Linked DNA regions of Mus musculus: region 1 is linked to region 2. A link is a contact called in public Micro-C data. All regions are on one chromosome and are shown on one strand. The core of a region is the stretch at or near the end of the contact, and the rest is flanking DNA. Distances in the headings are between cores, read along the strand shown. Region 1 holds the start of Sos1 (SOS Ras/Rac guanine nucleotide exchange factor 1). Region 2 holds the start of Cdc42ep3 (CDC42 effector protein (Rho GTPase binding) 3).

Region 1 (6,515 bases), core at 3,742-6,241, 1.1 Mb after region 2:
CCTTCTTGCTTCTCTCCCTTACCTTAGGCCTTATTCTTCCTCTTCGTTGGCCAAAGTGAGGCTTCTAAACCTCAAGCCAGGTGTTACTCCCTACTTAAAACACCTCACTGGCCAGGTGTGCTAGCTAGCCCATACTTATAACCCTAGCACTAGGGTAGATGAGCCAGGACAGCTAAGCTACAAGTTCAAGATTAGTCTGAGCTGTAGAATGAGACTGTCTAAAAACAAAGAGCCCTCCCCAATGGAGAAGCTAGAGAAAGCACCCAAGGAGCTGAAGGGGTCTGCAACCCTATAGGAGGAACAACAATATGAACTAACCAGTACCCCTGGAGCTCGTGTCTCTAGCTGCATATGTAGCAGAAGATGGCCTATTCAGCCATCACTGGGAAGAGAGGCCCCTTGGTATTGCAAACTTTATATGCCCCAGTACAGGGGAAAGCCAGGGCCAAGAAGCGGGAGTGGGTGGGTAGGGGAGCAGGGCAGAGGGAGGGTATAGGGAACTTTCGGGATAGCATTTGAAATGAATATAAAGAAAATATCTAATAAAAAAAAAAAAAACAAAAAAAACAAAAACAAAATCCCTGGCTTAAAAACAAGTCCTCTCTCCAGACATATCCACTACCACCTTCCCTCGACTTAGTCTTCTTAATATATGTCATTTATCCTTAGTGCCAAAGGCCATACCTGTTCTGAAACAAGAATCAAGTATTTGTGGGATGTGATAGATGCAGTAGGAAAGACACTGTGGGGCCTAATAAATACATTCAGGAAAAGGAGCAGTGCTCTCCAGAAAGATCTAGGTAGGAAATCAAACAGGAAGGCCAAGGTAAAGCCGTCTTATAAATTCCATGCTTAAAAAACTTAACTTTAGGGCTGCTGAGATGGCTCAGCGGGTAAGAGCACTAACTGCTCTTCCAAAGGTCCTGAGTTCAATTCCCAGCAACCACATGGTGGCTCACAACCATCTGTAATGGGATCCGATGCCCTCTTCTGGTGTTTCCTAGATCAGCTACAGTGTACTTGTCATATACATAAAATAAATAAAAATCTTAAAAAAACAAACAAACAAACCCTAACTTTAACTTAAAGGACATCAACAATTTTGAACAAATGTATAACATGTTCGAAAGTACTTTATAACTTCTGAAATATGTAAAGGCAGGTGGGTTGGGGGTAAGGAACTCAACTGAGAGGTTACCACAGTAACCTCGGAAACTCCAAGCAGTTAGCAGAGCAGAGTCCAAGAGCATGTTAGAGGTTGATAAGCAGAAGGTTTGGCCTGAAGGCAGGCAGCAGTACGGAAAGGAGTCCTAGGCTTCAGTTTTGAGCCAATTAAATAAAAGTTTAAAGCCGTTAATCAAGAAGTTAAAAACTGGTGGTGGGGGTCAGTTTTGAGTATCCCCTTACAGAATTGGCAACATTTCCAAATAACTTTAACTACTGGCAAACTAAATGAAGCATACAAAGGGTAGAAATTCAAAACGCCAAACCAAAAGGAGGGAGATGTGAAGATTTACTAAGTTACAATGTTGCTTTAGAAGCTTTAAAAAAATGTAGCAAGATTTCTAAATAATTTACTTTAAAGTCTGACAAACTCAAGGTAACCTACAAAGACACTTGTTCATCGCCTTTAATCCCAGCACTTGGGAGGCAGAGGCAGGCAGATTTATGAGTTCGAGGCCAGCCTGGTCTACAAAGTGAACTCCAGGACAGCCAAGGCTATAAAGAGAAACCCTGTCTCGAAAAACCAAAACCAAAAGAACAAAAACAAACAAACAAACAAACAAACAAAACAACCAAAATGAGTGCTAACAGGTGTAAGGCCTAGCACCTGTGTACAACAAGTCCAATAGGGTAGCTAATGTGAATATGGACAAGTAAATTAGGACTTAAAATTCACTGTTGAGTTAGGATGGGCCACTAGGTTGAGAAAAATCTCTGGGGTTGAATAGTATTAGACCAGAGAAAATGCACAGGCTATCCAAAAAGCCTCAGGTATGAAAACACACAGTCGGGCACTACGCAAGTAGTTTAAAGTCTGAAGAGCTCAAGATAAGGAGACACCCACACAGAATGTCCAAGGACACAAAATGTCCAAGGACACATCTACACACATACCATAATTCAAGTTTTCAGCTACAAGAGCATATTCAGGCCGGGTGTGGTGGCGCACGCCTTTAATCCCAGCACTCGGGAGGCAGAGGCAGGTGGATTTCTGAGTTGGAGGCCAGCCTGGTGTACAAAGTGAGTTCCAGGACAGCCAGAGCTATACAGAGAAACCCTGTCTCGGGAAAAAAAAAAAAAAACAAAAGAGCATATTCAGAATATGAGAAATATATCCAACCTTGTCTTGGGTGTCTTAAGAGCATTGCAGGTGGAAATGTAAATGAGGGAAAGAACCTCACACATTAGGGAGACTCTGTAAACTCCCTCTTCATATCACTTCTACAGGGAGGTCTCTGCTTCAAATGGAAAACCAACCAACCATGAAGCGATAGAACACAAGCAACACTGATGAACTGGAGACAAAACCCTTTCCAAAGAAAGCAGTCACTCAAAACTCTAGCAGTTGATGGTGAAAATGTATGGCCAGTCCATCTATAATTCAAAACAAACAAACCTCAGAGTTTATGTGATAGTTCTCATTTTAAGAAACTGGTGACTGCCGGGAGGTTGGTGGCGCACGCCTTTAATCCCAGCACTTGGGAGGCAGAGGCAGGCGTATTTCAGAGTTCGAGGCCAGCCTGGCCTACAGAGTGAGTTCCAGGACAGCCAGGGCTATGCAGAGAAACCCTGTCTCGAAAAAAAGAAACTGGTGACTAATTACATACATTGAAAAACAAAACAAAATCCACAATGCCAGCCACACAAAATAGATTTCAGCAAGGACCACCCAAGTGGCAAGTTAGAGTAGTCTGCCAACTTCTACAATGCTCTGTCTACCATTCTAAAGGAGCCTCGAGTGTTATTTTGGAGGTTTCCTTAGAATAGGAGCTATTGCTTTTAAGCCATATACCTCAAACTGGTTCTATGAGAGCTTTTGTACATATAAATCAATTTTTTGTCTTCATCCTGTCCTGTCAAAATACCAAACTTCTAGCATCATGAGGCATTCTTCTCCAATTCTCCAAGCTAAGCAGGCAATTGTGCAGGTAAAGCCAATGTAGAAATGGACTGAAGTCTCATGGAGTCATTAAGGATGCACAACAAGGTGGTCTCTTTGATTTTCTTAGAAAACATACAGAGGTTTGTAAGTAGGGAGACACTTGAGGATAAAGCGCAGGAACCTAAGTCTGAAAGATAAAAGCAAAGTCTTCCAACAAAGCCAACAGTTTCCACATAACATACCAAGAGGGGAAGGGGAGAACAGGGCAGACGAGAAACTGAAAGGTACTGGCCTCTGGGAGTATGAAATACCTTTCAAGACTTTCTGGTAAAATAGAAAGGCTCTGCATAATGGCACAGTAAACGCCAGGTACTCAGTAGTAACAAAACTGCATTTTAGCAAAGATAGCACGAAAATCATCTGAGCAACAAGAAATGGGAGATTAAATTGTAAAACAATTTCTACAGGTAAGGCAAATGAAAACAAAAACCAATCTGGTTGTTTTAAAATCCATTCAAGCACACCTGTTTCAGATGTCTTAGTACAGTATTTACTATGTCACTAAGTGTTGCTGTAGAAGCTGTTAAAATGTAGCAACATTCACGAATAACTTTAACCACTGGCAAACAAAAATCCAAAATGCCTAACCAAAGGACAGACAGTTGCTTTAGAAGCTTTTAAAATGTAGCAACATTTCCAAATAAAAAGATGCAAAACACCAAACCAAATGACGTTCAAAGATTCTCAGACACTTCAAAAGAACCAATCTGAATACAGTGGCATGTGCATCACCGCTGTAATGGGGGAGGGGGTCAAGAAAACGGGGAGTTATGACTGAGGACGAGCACAGCCGAGCAGGCCATGTTCTTGCTGGCAGGCAACCTCGCAATTACTTAGGCAAGCACTGTGGCCAAGGCACTTTCGAGCCAGTGAGAGTACCGGACTCCTAAAACGAGAGGTTGACCGCAGTTCGGAAGATCGAGAAGGTAGGCAATGGCCTTCGTTGACCTCCACGGAAAACCGAGGCTCCTCCAACCCCCGCCTCCGCGCTTGGATGATCCAGACCAACCCTCCCCGACTGTGTGCGGCCTTCCCACGCACCCCGGGCGAGTGTCAACAGCTGGAGCAGCGGACGCGGGGAACCTCGCAGCCCGAGCAGACCTCCCCGAGATCCGAGACCGGGAAGAAAGACGACAGTGGCGCCCCGCCTCCCCACCCTCGCCCAGCCCCGCGCGGACTGCGGCCGGGAAGCGGGTTCCGCGCCCCTACCTTTTTCAGCGCAGGCACCAGCAGCCCCCGCCACTTGGGCGCGTTCTCCTCGCTGAAAAACTCGTAAGGCAGCTGCTGCGCCTGCATGGTGCCCGCGGGGCGCCTCGGGGCGGGCGGAGGGGCGGCGGCTCGCGGCGCGGAGAAGGGCCACAGCCCGTGCACGGCCCGGCCCCCTCGGGGCGCCGCGCGGCCCGGCTAGCGCTGGCGAGGAGTCTGGGGGGCGAGGCCCGCGGCCGGACACCCACCCGACACGCGCGCCGCTCGCCGAGAGCCAACGCAACCCGGCGGCGGCGGCGGCGGCATCCCGCACCACCGCCCCGGGGCAGGCCCCCCGCTCCGCCCCGGGCCGCCCTCCGCCGGGGCTGCGCTCCCCGGCACGGCCTGGCCCGCCGAGAGACGGCGCGTGGATGGACGCTCCGGCCGGTGGCGCCCGCTCGCCAGCGGGGAACTCAAGCGAGAGGCCCAGAACGGGACGAAGCGGGAGCAGGGGTCGGTGGGGAACGGGGAGGGCCCGAGGTCGCTGCCGGGGAATCCGGCCGCTTGGCCGTCGCCGCCGCTGCTGCTACCGCTGCCGCTGCCGCCGCCGGTGTAGCGCCGGAGCTTCCTACTAGCAAACTGAACCTGCTCGCAACTGAGCATGCGCCGCTGGCCCGGGCCGGTTCGCTCCGGGTTTTCCGGCTGCCCGCGGATGAGGAGGGGTGCGCGCCAGAGGCTGGGGAGGGCACTCGCAGAGGCGGGGCTGAAGGACCCTGAAGGCGAACCCGCGACCCGAGAACCTGGGTGTGGGGGCCTGCGAGCAGGCGAAGCGCCCCTTTTGTGTGGTCCCACAGCCCGGGAGCCCATCCAGCTCTAGGAGATCCTAGGCCCTGTGTTTCAGAAAAGGGGTGTGTGTACTTTGTTCCCAGCACGAAGATAAGGAGTGCCCCGAGCATGCACTGTATACTAAACAGATTGCACAAAAGATAGATCCCTCTCACAAAAACAAAACAAAACAAAACAAAAAAAAAAAAAAAACAAAAGGCCCGACTGCTCAGTGTTTGTCTAGTGGGAGGAGAGATTGCCTGTTTCCATCTGCCTTTCCATGCCATGAGGACGTAACGCATACGTGTAGTATTTATTGATCATGTGTCTATTCAAACCCACAAGCTTTTATTTATGGATTTAGTCCATCCTGCTTGGGATCTTTCATAGCTTCAACTGGATAATTAGCTTCTGGAAGGGAGGGATTTCCCCCCAGCCCTCACCTCGCCTTGGTACAGGACCCAGGATAGAGATATGAAAATCACAGAATGCTATAAAAGCAGTATCTATGAATTGTCCGTCCATCCTAAGGATGGACTTGCTTCCTGTAGTGGCACTGTGCAACGCTGTGGCACATGTGCTCTATCATTGAACGCTTTCTTAGTAAAACGTCTTAGTTTTCAGTTTTCATTTCATAGATGAGAAGACAGTTGGAAGAACCATGCTGTTTTGTAGTACAATAAACAAGATCTCACAGATGAAAAATGTTTGAAACCACCATCTTTTAGACTACCTCTTAGGATCTGAATGAAATCTACAAGCCTTTCCTTTTATAATACATGTACAGATTTGCATCTTAAAAAAAAAGAAGTCCCCCTCATTTTGAACGTGTTCAGTAATAGTTTGAAGTCCATCCATTAACCATCAGAGTAGTAAGACAACAGCAGACCTGCTGGTGGGAGGGCTCAGCCAGGAAAGAGCAGGTGCAGCCAAGACTGGGAACCCAAGTTCTGTCTTAGATACCCAAACGCTGGGAGCAGAAAAACTGACTCCCAGAAGTTCGTCTGATCTCTACACATGGCCAATGGCAGGTGCACCACACACAAGATAAATATAATTTTTTAAAGAGAAAGGCAGAGGAATTATAGCTTAGGAAGGACTTAGAAAAGGAATTTCAGAGAACAACTGATATATCAGTTATTTTCAACAACTGGTTTGTGTGGTCTTAAGTGACTGAACCAAATCAACTATTATAGAAAACTATTCCTTGGCTTCTCGTTATTAAAACACATTTCAAGCTGCGAGAAGTGATGCAGCCGCTAATCCCAGCCCTCAGGAGAGAGGTAGATGCAGAGGAGCAAGGCCAATCTCAGCTGTGTGGTAGGTTCCAATCCAGCCA
Region 2 (6,608 bases), core at 2,232-4,731:
ATAAACCTGACCAAGGTACAGAACTCGAGAGTCTAAGTTCTTGTCTGGAAAAGAAGTACCATACCATCTATCTCAAAGACTGGCTATGGATATTAAATGAGACAATCACACAAGTCAAATCACTTGTCTAGCATCACACACGTGCTACACGATAGAGCCAGGCAATGCACCTGGGTGCTCTTACCCCAAGCTAATAATGTCAGGCTTTCCCAATCCTTTAATCCAAAAAGGCACAGACTCCCATATAGATTTGGGCACTAGGACACACCCACAGTTAGGTATGTTCTTTAATGTATAACTTTGGGCAACCTACATCACTGGTCTGTCTTCTGTTATTACACCTGTAAAATGTAGGCACTAGCACACCTTTCATAGAATGATTGTTTAGTAATGAAGAGGTTAACGAAGGCACTGAGAAGAGTACTTAGCCTAGCACTGAGGATTGTTTAGTAATGGAGAGGTTAACGAAAGCACTGAGAAGAGTACTTAGCTTAGCACCGAGGATTGTTTAGAAATGGAGAGGTTAACGAAAGCACTGGAAGAGTACTTAGCTTAGCACCGAGGATTGTTTAGAAATGGAGAGGTTAATGAAGGCACTGAGAAGAGTACTTAGCTTAGCACTGAGGACAGGCTTTGTGCTAGAATTACTTTTGATGTTCGTTAGAATTCTCTGACCTGCACTTTTAAGAGATTTTTTTTAATTGGCCTGGTTGAATCTGCTACTTGTTCTCTGGGAAGCATAGTGTATTTAAAAATACAATTTTTCGGTTCTTAATGAAAAAAATCAGTGGGATTCTAGTTAGAAAGACAGCCTTTATGAAATCAGACTGAAACAATGGTGGTAATAATAATAATAATAATAATAATAATAAGTAGTAGTAGTACTAGTAATAAATTGGCACAATTTTTCTAAGGGCTTTTAGGTTGGGAACTGTATTGCCACCCATTGGATAAATGCTATGTCTAAATGGGCAAAGGACTTGTGAAAGTTTTATGGCTTGGTTAAAAACCTTAGGGTGATATAGGTTAAAGAGATTTTATCCCCAATGCTGTTGAATAGCAGGAAGTTTATAAGTGGAAAAGGGCAGCTTTTGTGAACATGTCAGACATAAAACAAAACACCACATTAAAGGGAAGACTGGAGCGCAGATAGGGCCGCCTGGCTCCAGGGAGCCGTTCTGCAATCATGGTCACAGCTTTCTATGCATCTTGGACCCCATTTAAATTCACAATAAAAACCAAGAAAGCAAATGTACACCAGGTACTTTACTCTCGACACCTTTCTAGGTGCCCTGAAGATAGGAGGCAGACTTTCAGGGTGCAGATTAGGGGGGTGGGAAGGAGCTCATCTTACTTCATGTCTTCAGGGGGCTGCCACAGCCTCGGCACCATGTTCCAATCATGGAATTCAGAATGCAAATCTCTAGCAGATGAGACGGCTGGAAAACAGAAACTGCCACAGACCCAGAAGGCTTCCAAAGTTCTCCTCTAAACATCATCTGAGAGCCCAGGGGCTGTGAGCCCCGAGACTGGTAGCCCCGTCTTCCAACCATGGGTGAGGCCTCCTGGAAAACCTAGGCACTTCCAGATGGACTGTCAACCATTCCTTGAATATAGATCTTAATCCTTTATCTCACACGTTACATCGCTAGACATTTCATAACGGCCTTATGGCCGAGTCCTTCATTCTGAAAAAGGTGTTTGTGTATACTGACATCTAAACTGTCCATCAAATCACAGTGGTGGAGGTATCTACAACTGTCCAGAAGTTGTACTCCCTAGCTCAGTTGTTAGTTGAAAGATCTTTTATAAGTCAGACCATTACAGGAGTCTTTTAATGGACTTAGGGGTGCCCCTGGGGCATCCTGGCTGCTTCCTGGGGAGGCTTATTTCTCCCTGTGATGTTAAGGGGGAGTTCCCAAGTCTGGGTCTACTATTAAAGCAGGGACATCTGCTACCCTCCTAATATTTTCAAGGCGGCACCCCTCCTCCACCCCCTCCCAGAACTCGAGGATACTGGGAGGGCTACAAGCTGCCAGGGTGAGGAAGCAGCAGAAGGAATCTTTGTCTCCCCAACACATCCATCAGTTCCCTCCCCAGAGCCCCCACTACACACTGCACACAATCAGCAGCCCACTCCCCGCAAACGCACCAAGGCTGCAAAGATTCAGGCTCCAGTCCCTGCCTGACATTCCTCTTCCCACCCTCCTTTTAATTCACTCACTTTTTTTTTTTTAAACAAAATGTAATTACTTGACTGTCAGCCGGGGCTGCACTCTGGGGCTTTAACTCCTTTCAACACAGATGTGCGCCCAGCTTTGATGCCGCTGTACTCGCAGCTTGTCCCAGCCACAGCCGGCTCGGTAATGTAACATTCAAGTGCATATTTATTTTTAAACTGACCTCTCCTAGACGGTGCAGTATAAAGCAGGTCCTGCCAAAAAATATGCTACTTTCTATTTATAAGATGAAACACATGCCTTCCCTCCCAAAGGCGAGAGCGGGGTGGAGTATAATAATTCATAAAGAAAAAAACTGACTGGCCGGATCCATTCGTCCTCGCATGGCTGTGTCAAGATACTTAGTGAGAAGGAAGAGAAAAGAAGAGGAAGAAGAGCAATAGCAGGAGGAAGAGGAGGAGGAGAGGCAGGAGGAGAAGGAGAGGGGAAGGAGGAGGAAGAGGGAGTAAAGATCTTGTAAACGCTTCAGTTGTTCAGAAACCGCAGTCGAGAAAGAAAAAAAAAATTTTTTTCCCCCAACTGCCAGATCTGCAGGTTGGAGCCTCAGCTACAATGTGCTGCCTCTGTCAGTTCGGAAACTGCCAAGCTGCGCGGTGCACTCTCGCGCCGCGCCGCATCGGTGCAAACACACAACTAGAGGGCCGCGGTAGCCAAGTGCGGTTTGTTCTGCTGGAAAAACGCAACACGCGCCCAGAATGGCTGTCAATGGCCTGGAGGGGGCCGTGCTGACTGCAGCCCCACCCTAAAGAAGTAGGTGGCAGAGCTCCGCGTCCTGATCCCCCCTCCCGGACGTCAAGCATGATGTCCCCTTTGATCCTCTAAACATCAGCTCAACCAGGCGGTGCGGTAGATTATCCTCGCACCCTCTAAGTCTTCCAAGGCCACCATCTGCACTAGCTGGAAGGGGGCTTAGGTTGAGGGTCGGACAGTCTTACAGGTGGAGAGACAGCCTGGGTCACACACTCACCAGCAGTCTCTAAGGCTCCTAGCTTCTGCCCGGAGGGCCGGGCGTCGGCCCGGGTCGCCTCCCGAGGGCGCAACAGTCCTCGCTGGTGCGCGCAGAACCAGAGGGGCGGCAACGGTTCACCGCAGAATCTGCTCCGGGACTGCGCGCGGCGTCTCCCGGGAGGCAGCCGCTGCGGAACTGGGTTGTCGGTGAGCGTCCCGCTGCTGTGCTCCCAGCGGCAGTTGGAAGCGCCCGCGACACTGTGCGCGCGGCTGCCGGACGCCGGGCCTCAACCTGCCGAGGGCGGGGCGCAGGACGCAGGGCGGGGCCGGCGCGGGGCGGGGCGGGGCTGTGAGGCCAGGGCAGGGCGGGGAGAAGGGTGCGGGCCGACCTGGACCGTCCCTCCGTTGTACCTGTCCCCCACCTCCCCACCACCCCCAGACCCGCAGGACTGGAGGCGAGGCTGCGGACTCTTGGAGGACAAAGGCTACCCACTGTCACCTCCCAGTTCCACCCCTTCCCAGTGGTGGCTTCTCTCAGAGGCAATGCCGGCTGGGGCTCCCTCAGGCACAAAGAAAAGTGGCGGGGTGCTCCCTTTAAAGAGGGGACCCCAGAGCGTTGCTGTCCGTACGGTGCGGGAGAACAATGGGACTCCGCCCGCACCCGGGACCCTCGTGCTCACCCTCGTGTCCCCGCCTTTCCCTGTCCTACCTAACCCACCTAGCAGTGCGGGGCTTCGCAGCGGAGGAAGGGGACCTGCGCGGGGAAGAAGGGCCACCTGACCGGGTCGCCGCAGCGCGGCCGCAGCTCCCTGGGGACCCCCTGGCAGCTGTAGCTCTCGGGAGGGAAAAGGAGGGTCGCGTGCTGTCAACGTGCAGCCGGCTCCCCTTGCAAGCTGTCGCCAAAACCTGGAGCGCGGATCTGACGCGCGGGAGACGCGGGGTGGAGGCTGAGAGCCTGCGGGACGCAGAGAAACGCAGACGCAGCAGGTTTTTCCTGTCGGGAGGGTGACGTCTCCTCCCCCTCCAGGTCTGTCAGAGATTGACCTAAAGCTGCGGAAGCGGGTGGCGGCTCTCCGGGACGCTCTGCGAGGCGGCGCAAGTGGCGCAGCTGCTGCTGCTCCGGACCGTAAAATTCCGCCCGTGGCGACACCTGCACCTGTCGGTCACCCAGCCAGGGCCTCAGGACGACCCGCCCCTCTGTCCCTGGACCTCTGTAGGAACCCAGAGAATTAATGTTAATTGTCTTAATTGGTCGCCCTCTCTTCCTTCTCCCTTAGTCCGCCAGGTTGGAGACAGGAAAAGGTGGTGTTTTCCGGCGTTGATGTCCCCCGCCGGCTTGGTTGACCTGGAAAAGGAGCTAGAACCCCGAGTAGTCGCACGCTCCAGGTCTGGCCCCAACCCTGGGACTCTCAGGTTGCCTGGAAATCCTGGCACAAAGCAGAGCCCCTCCTGGAGACCTTGGCTTCCCTGGGCGCTATCGGGGTCATCACAAGGGTGCCCCCAATCTGAATCGCTCTGAAACCTTAGACCGGGTGCACTTTAAGCCCAGGTCCTAAACCACGGTCGACGTTAAGATGAATTTAAAAAGGAAGCGGACACAACTGTTGGGGAAAGCAAAATACTTGGGTGGAGTGTTAAAAGCCTCAAAGAAAATAATAGTTGGCAGGTTAAACGGCCATGAGGTCGGAAGTCAAATACAAAACCGCAGAAGTGATACCAGAATTTTGACAAGCAAAACAGTCGGTGAAGATAAGGGACCCGGCACTGTTTCCCTTCTCCGAATGACCGACTGCTCCGAAGTTGCCTTTGGCAGATACCTGGGTTCCACTCCGAATTCCTCAGAGTTTTACTTGGGGTTCATATTTCAAAATATATGTTCCATTTGGCACTAATGTATATATTTTATATATGAATTTATTGAAAAATATTAAATGTTACTGGCCTAGTTAGATAAAGGTATTTTTATAAATATTTATGCACAGCTTTCATTACATATGGTATTTTTAAAAGTACAAATATGCATGTATATACATTTATGAAATGCTGTATGAAAATTCCTTTTTTACGCATAAAAGCATTCCTTACACATATGTCATGTGTGTGATTTTTAAAATTCGTTCTATTGTTAGCTGCCATTAAATGCAGTCCATTTCCACGTGTCTAAGTAAATAATTTCTTTTACAGTTTGTGCAAACATAGGGTGGCAGGTGGCTATAAGTTAAAACTTTTATGCCAAAACTCTGTTTTCATTCTTATGAGCTGTTTCTGTTTCACGTAGAGGTGGTTTCTTTCTATATGAGGTTTTAAACAAGTCTTTACCATTGAGCCCTAGACAGTGCATGTGTAACCTACCTCTTCAAGGGTTTCTGGTAGTGCTGACTTGATCCATCCTGGCTTCCCTGAGGCTGTGTTATTTTATTTGTGCTGAACACCTTCAGTGAGGAAAAAAGCCCTCATGTTGCGAATTTTCTTTCCAAATGAGTTCATTTCCTGATTTAGTCATGGCAGCCTTTTGGTTCCGTGGGTTTAGATTTTGTTAACTTCAGGAGGCTCTCCTGCTAAGCAGAAAGGAAAACTTCGCTTCGTGACGACTGAGACTTCTGAGACTGTATTTCAGAGAGGGTTAGCCTTGGGAAAAAATCAGTGGGAATCTTGGAAGTCTAGGACTAATAGCTATAGCACGCAGGGCCTACGGATGAGTCCCTATCATCTCTTTGACTTCCCACTGAAGCTAGACTAGTGTTGGTTTCCCCTAGGATGGAGTAGGGAGAACTGTCACGTGGCTTCTGTTCATGGCTGCCTTGCCAATACTTGCTCTCACTTGTCTTCATCCCACCATATGAGACTCCAAGCTGCCCTTCAGTTTATGCCTGCTGAGCCCTGCCCTCTATCTGTCCAGGACACTTCTTCCCCCAAAGCTTCAAAGCCTCCTTTCTCCCTTCATTAAGATCTTTTTTTTTTCAAATAAGACTTCAAGGGTGAGACTTTCCCTCCCCTAAAATAGCAGTCCCACCCAAATTCCCTTTCCCTGAATAAAGCAGGAAGAATAGTTTCTTCATGACCTGACATGACATCATATGTATTTATAGTGTTGGTTATGGCCTGTTTTCTGCGATGCATGGATGGATGGGCATGAAGTACTTTGTAGCTTCTGTACCTAAAACAGGGCCTGGCACGTAATAATAACAATAATATCTGTTGAATAAAAAGTCCTTAATAGCAATCAGCCATGAGTCTAAGAGCCTTATTTACAAACTCTATAGCACAGGATAATATTATATTAAACATTCCTGGGATAGACCGCACAACTGCTGAAACCAAAATTTCAGTCCCTTTACTTTAGTCTAACTGAAGGAGAAACACAAAACACATGGAACGTTTTAAGTTCTAAAACTCAAACATTTGAAAGGAAAGCTTACA

The links. Hi-C and Micro-C count contacts between places; a contact is called where the count stands out from the background.
Region 1: a Micro-C map of embryonic stem cells shows a contact between it and region 2, with 9 times the contacts expected there. The contact joins the promoter of Sos1 here to the promoter of Cdc42ep3 in region 2. A contact is called at or near these places in 2 of 39 promoter capture datasets (erythroid cells and pre-B cells), 5 of 484 Hi-C or Micro-C datasets (CD4 T cells, embryonic stem cells, pre-B cells and 1 more) and 1 of 9 other capture datasets (adipose tissue).

Annotation. Positions count from the first base shown.
Region 1 is chr17:80,475,462-80,481,976 of GRCm38.p6, forward strand. It overlaps Sos1 (SOS Ras/Rac guanine nucleotide exchange factor 1), which reads right to left and starts at 4,992. Exons shown (of 22, transcript NM_009231.2): 1 at 4,376-4,992. The coding sequence starts at 4,462.
Region 2 is chr17:79,351,610-79,358,217 of GRCm38.p6, forward strand. It overlaps Cdc42ep3 (CDC42 effector protein (Rho GTPase binding) 3), which reads right to left and starts at 3,482. Exons shown (of 2, transcript NM_026514.3): 1 at 3,208-3,482. Gm17315 (predicted gene, 17315) reads left to right here and starts at 3,090. Exons shown (of 2, transcript NR_165822.1): 1 at 3,090-3,395; 2 at 4,216-6,411.